Linked DNA regions of Mus musculus: region 1 is linked to region 2. A link is a contact called in public HiChIP or PLAC-seq data. All regions are on one chromosome and are shown on one strand. Each heading gives the region's core, a stretch centred on a gene start, on an enhancer-like site or on the middle of the called end of the contact. The rest is flanking DNA. Distances are from core to core; before and after follow the strand shown.

The links. HiChIP or PLAC-seq counts read pairs in DNA pulled down with a chosen protein or histone mark.
Region 1: an H3K27ac HiChIP or PLAC-seq map of CD8 T cells shows a contact between it and region 2, with 10 times the contacts expected there. The contact joins the enhancer-like site here to the promoter of Osm in region 2. A contact is called at or near these places in 1 of 484 Hi-C or Micro-C datasets (erythroblasts), 4 of 115 datasets of contacts at active chromatin or transcription factors (CD8 T cells, the SCID.adh cell line and embryonic stem cells) and 2 of 9 other capture datasets (adipose tissue and pancreatic islet).

Annotation. Positions count from the first base shown.
Region 1 is chr11:4,287,435-4,290,395 of GRCm38.p6, forward strand. All of the region lies in intron 2 of Gm11958 (predicted gene 11958), which reads left to right. Among named protein-coding and RNA genes, the nearest start is that of Gm11958, 3.4 kb to the left of the region's middle. Within about 2 kb of position 1,682, at least 74 of the 459 cell types and tissues checked have an H3K27ac peak or open chromatin away from gene starts, as enhancers often do. A contact at or near this core is called in CD8 T cells and the SCID.adh cell line, where this site is marked.
Region 2 is chr11:4,235,521-4,238,220 of GRCm38.p6, forward strand. Osm (oncostatin M) reads left to right here and starts at 1,265. Exons shown (of 3, transcript NM_001013365.2): 1 at 1,265-1,393. The coding sequence starts at 1,363.

The sequences.
Region 1 (2,961 bases), core at 432-2,931, 52 kb after region 2:
TGGTGCTGCGGTGCCCTTGGTGACGAGGAGCTTACGGCTTGATTGATTTGCTTTTGTCCGTGGTTCTCGGCCTAGGACCCTGAGCTTCCTGGTGTGACAGGAGTTCAGAAGGCCCTCTGTGTTCCAGAGGGGCTCTGTTCCGTATGTTGGAGGAAGGCTCCGGAGACTAAGATCTTAAGGGAGGCCTCACAGTTCTCAGTCATTAGCACTCTTGCTTACCCGATGAAGTCTTCCTGAACCCAGAAAGTCTGGGCTCAAGAGGTTTCTGGACAAGAAAGGTTCCTTCAGGGAAGTGTCAGAGAGATGGGAGTTCTTCCTCTCTTGGGGGTGCCTCCTCATCTGCAGCCTTTGTAATCCCTGTGACAATCCTGTCCACTGTGGTGGTTTCCCAAGTTCTGTGAGGGGCTCAAACAAACTAACGGAAGGCAGGGAGGGAGTGTGGGAACCTGTTTTATAGTCGGCATGTGAGCAAAAACTCCTGGCATGAGCTGGAAGCAGACCCTACCGGTGAGCGGCGAGCTTGGCAGGACTGAGTGGATTCAAGAGCACCCAGCTGTGTCATGAACTTCCGAGTTGCTTGCTGGTGTGGTCACAGAAATGTTCAGAAGGAGAAACTGAGTCAGAGGTGGATTGGCTTCTTCCTTATGTAGCCTCAGACGCCCACCTCAGGTAGCCCGTTCTGTCACAGTCCTTTGTCCACGTTCCCATTCCTCTGCTCTCGGGGCTGACACAGACCAACTTCATTCAGCCTTTGGCTATGAAGCCTCTGCACATTTGAGGACATCTGTGTGAGTTTTCTCTATCATACTGAACAGCCTCTATGGGACATTGCCTCTGTGTGTGTGTGTGTGTGTCTGTGTGTGTGTGTCTGTGTAAGTGTATGTGTGTGTGGCTGTGGCTGTGTGTGCGTGCATGTGGCTGTGTGTGTATATGTAAGTGTATTTGTGTGTGGCTGAGTGATGTGGCTGTGTGTGTGGCTGTGTGTAAGTGTGTATGTGTGTGTGTGTCCAAGTGTGTGTGGCTCTGTGTGTGTGTATGTGTTTCTGTGTGTGTGTGTGTGTGTGTGTGTGTATGTGTGCCTGTGTGAGTGTATGTCTATGTGGCTCAGTGTGTGTGTGTGTCTGTGTAAGTGTATGTGTGTGTGGCTGAGTGATGTGAATCTGTGTGTGTGCATGTGGCTGTGTATGTGTATGTGTGTATGTGTAAGTGTGTGTGTGTGGCTGTGTGTAAGTGTGAGTGTATGTGTGTCCAAGTGTGTGTGTGTGTGTGTGTGAACCCAGGGTTTTGCACATTCTAGGCAAGGTTCTATCAGCTAACCCAGGATGCATGACCTAAATGTGGAGCTGGTCTCCTGCTCCTGCAGAATCCCAGGCCTTCTGTCACCTGCCATGTCAGCTCAGAGCCAACAGGGCTAAAGGAGAGTGGTGGAGTCCAGGAGCCCCAACACCTTGGCTGCCTCTACAAACCTCAGCTTATCTCCCACTGAACAGAGAAGACACCTTCAGGCCTTGTTTGTGCTGTGACCCCACAGAGAGCAGAAGCAAGGTGAAGTCACAGACCAAGACAGCACAAGAAGTGCCATTATGCCCTGCTTAGCCCTGTCCTAGAACCTTCGTCGCTGGCCAGGGATTGAATTCTGACTCTAGAGACAGAACTGTAAGGATGCCACACCTGCCTTAGAGAACAAAGCAGTCATCCGTCTACAGTGCAGAAACACTGGCTAGAGAGTCCCAGTCATGGGGTGGGAGGACAACAAAACAAAACAATTTCAATGACAACACAGTGGCATTGGCTGCCTTCAGATTCAGGACCCATAAATCCCAGGGCATCAGGGACTCAGGGGCCAAGGCAGAAAGGAAGAGATTGTAGGACTTCTGAGACTGGAGGCAATGGAAGGATGAGGGAGGCCCTGTGGATTCAGTGTTGGTAGAGTGTGATCTGCATGGCCTATGCCCAGGTCCCTGCCTCTCTCTCACACCCACCTCCTCTTTCACTTTCTCTTGTGGCTTCTGTTTCCTTCCTCCCTTCAAAGCTTGTGAGCTATCACCTCGGGAGCCTCTCTCTGTCTTTTCTTGGAATTTGCCCAGGAGGTGACACCTGCTCTTCTGTTTCGATTTCTCCTCAGGCATCAGTGTTTCCCCAGGGAGGCCCAGGAACAGGGTTTCAGGGGGAGGACAGCAGGCCATCCTAACAGACAGGAAGGCAGGCATGTGTCACCTGGGCTCACAAGTCCCCCTGATCGCCTGCCCTGCGTCCCTCCACGTGCTTGCTGATGTCCTGACGAACTGTTCACAGATCTGACCTCCCTGATGTATGAGTTCTGTCAAATCTAAACCTTAAACTTTTCTTCCCTCCCAGACAGCCTCTCCCTATGGAGTTCAGGCTAGCCTCAGGCTGGCCTCTCCTGTCCCTGCCACTGTGGAGCTCAGGCTAGCCTCAGGCAGGCCTCTCCTGTTCCTGCCACTGTGGAGCTCAGGCTAGCCTCAGGCTGGGCTCTCCTCTCCCTGTCACTGTGGAGCTCAGGCTAGCCTCAGGCTGGACTCTTCTGTCCCTGCCTCTGAAGTGCGGGGACAACAGGTGTGCACCACCATGCTTGCCTCTAGCCTTCTCTTTTTGACATAGCTTTATAGAGATAGGGTGCTCCACCATTCAACCCTCTCATTCAAAAGGGCAGTTCAGTGGCTTTTAATGTATTCAGATGTATACCTACAACCACAGAGAATTTTAGAACATTTTTTGTAACTGTAAAAATAACCATGGCTTGGCATGGTGGCACAGATCTTTGATTCTAGTACTTGTGAAGTTCAGGCTCACATAGCCTGGGCTACTGTCCTAATACAAAAAAATTCACATAAATGCACTCATTTGAGTAGCCTTTGAGGACCAATGTCTGTCATTTAAGTTAGTGTTTGCAAAGATGGCCCTGCTGGAACATAGTTTCTTTTTTCTGTTCTTTCTTTG
Region 2 (2,700 bases), core at 15-2,514:
GAACAGCACCCTGGAGTGGGCAGAGGTAAGAAATTCAGTAGGAGGAAATGAAGACTTCAGAAGGATCTAGTCTAGACTGTACTGGGGAGTTGCTAACAAGGGGGACACTCTGCTAGGTGCAGAGAATATGTGGATGGGGGCACAGTCGCCTCCTGGATAGGGAGTGGGGGGGTTGTTGAATGAATATATGAGGGCCAACAGCAGGTACAGCCTAAGGATGCTCATTCTAGCTTGGCAGATGTGCTGTGGCTTCCAAGCATGGCCTGTGGATCTGGCTCAGCCTGGGCCTCAGTCCCTCAGTGCGGAGAAGCAGAAGACCCACCCATGATGGATCGCTATCTTTCAGAGAAAGTGAAACCTTGTGTCCAACTGTCGCAGCTCCCCCACCCCTCCCTCCAGCTTCCCCTCTGAGCTCACAGCTTCCCGGTCTCCCCCGCCCCCTCCATCCCATCCCCTGAAAACCAGTACTTGGAATTCAAGCCTAGTCTTTTCTTTTTTCTTCAAAGGCTTTTTTGCCTTTTATGTCCATGTTGGCAGTGACCTTGAGGGGTGAACCAAGGAGTGCTTTTCTCTCTCGCTTTCTCAGGTGGGGCTCAAAGTAGCTGAGTGACTTGCCTCAGACAACACAGCGACACAGCGTGTCACAAGCTTTGAACCCGTTCTCTAATTTCTCTTGCTCCAAGGGTCCTAAAGGACCCTGTCTACAGAGAGAGGATCTGGGATTGGGAAGGCTGGGCGAGGACAGTTAATAGAGACAATGGAAATGAGTTGGGCTAGAAGATGCTGACCTGGGATTAGAGGCACAATCTTTGGGGCCCAAGTCTGGCTCTGTGCCCAGAGCCTGGTGGTTTCCGCTCACAGATGTCCCGACAGCCCAAGCGAGAGGGTGGGAAGGGCACTCAACAAGGAAGATGTCTGGCTCCCTTTAGCCCTAAACCTTCGTGTCCTAGGAGGTTGGTAGTTTCTGGACCAGGGGTGGCCTCCCTTGCAAGTCGTGCTCTGACCCCTGGACTGATCCCTGAAGATGATACGGACCCCCGTGCTGCCCGCTCACCCCAAGAAGGCTGAGGCTGCGGTTTACATCATCCTTGGGCGTGGGGCTGACCTCGAAGAACGAATTCGAAGAAAACGGGAGGAGGAGCGGGCATGTCATGGCGCATGGCGCCCATTGGCCGCCTGGGGAGACTTTGGTTTTTGGGGTCATGTTCCCAGAAGGCCTGCCCTTCCCCCTCCCCCTCCCCACCCACCTCACGAGATGTTGGCCAATCGCCCCGTCGGGCATAAAGTGGCTGCCAGCCTGCAGGACACCCAGCCAAGCTGTGTCACCCCTGAGAGGCACGGGCCAGAGTACCAGGACCCAGTATGCAGACACGGCTTCTAAGAACACTGCTCAGTAAGTACTTCCTTCCTTTCTACCATCCCAGGGCGCAGCTGGGCCAACTGGCTGCTGTAGGCACCCTCTGCCCTTGGGAGCTGTAGATCAAGTGAAGGATGTGGACGAGAGGGAGAACTAGTAGGGCAGGGATCCACTGAGACCCCAGCATAGCCACAGGTGGAAACGTAGTATTTCTGGAAGGTATTCCAGAGGGAGGCGTGAGAGAGACCATGCCGGGGACCAGGGCATGAGGGAAGAGGAGAAAGAGTGAGAAGAGTCTGGAGAAGCCCAAGGCAGGTAGGGGATGAGCAGAGAAGGAAGTTCCAGATCTGCGCGGAAATGGAGCAAGGGGCTCACTTCTTGCTCTGATTCAATTCTCGGGGTCTGGGGCAGATGCAAAGTCAGCCAAGCCAGAGGTCCTTAGATCATCCCGCCACTCATACAGCCACACCCACACGGGGACAGGCAAGCAGAGCCATCTATGTGGGAACAGGTCCTCCCTCTCAGTAAGGTAGGAAGTCTCACCTGCAGACCAGAACCCCCGGTGACCGGGGCAGGTACTGCAGTGCCTCACCTAGGTCTACGGGCACACCCCCACAGGCACTGGTCCATGTGCACCTGTTACAAGCTCGCTGTGGACCCTCACTGGCAGTGTAGCTGCAGACACGGGGGAAGATGGGGAGGGGACTTGTGGTTGGCACGCCTGGGCTACAGGCCCTCCCCAGGGGCGAGGGGGTGGGGTGGGGTGGGGCTGGTTGGTTTGTAGGAAGGGAAGGATGGTGTCGTAGCCTTCCGGGCCATTGCACCACAGGCCCCTTCCGACCACGTGGCTGCCGGTGCCTGTGAGGGTGGGGGCCTGCGAGCTGGAACTATGATCATCTGCCCTCACCCCTACAACCTTCTCCTGGGCTCCCAGCAGTCCTGGTGTGTGCGTGTGTTAGGGGTTCGTGTGTCGGTGGCAGGAAGGGCAGGGCGAGTGCTGAGCATGGGTGACCTGGACAGGCTTTCCTCTCGCATCTTGCTCACCTTTCAGCAGAATGGCCGTCAGCACTGGCTGGCCCAGTGAGTGGAGAGGTGCTTTTTCTGGCTCTGTGAAAAGAGCTTAGGTGACCTGCTGCCCTGGGGCTGCACCTCAGGACAGACCCCTGGTCAACTCTATTCTGCCTACAGGGAATGTTAAGGTCTATAAAGTAGTCAGGAACTTAACCTGTCAGTCTTAGGACAGAGCTAACCCTTGTATGAGGCCAGATATCTTATAGAGGACTCTCTTGTCTGTTCGTTATGCCATAAAGTCAGGACAGGGATGCTGGAGGCTACAACCCAAC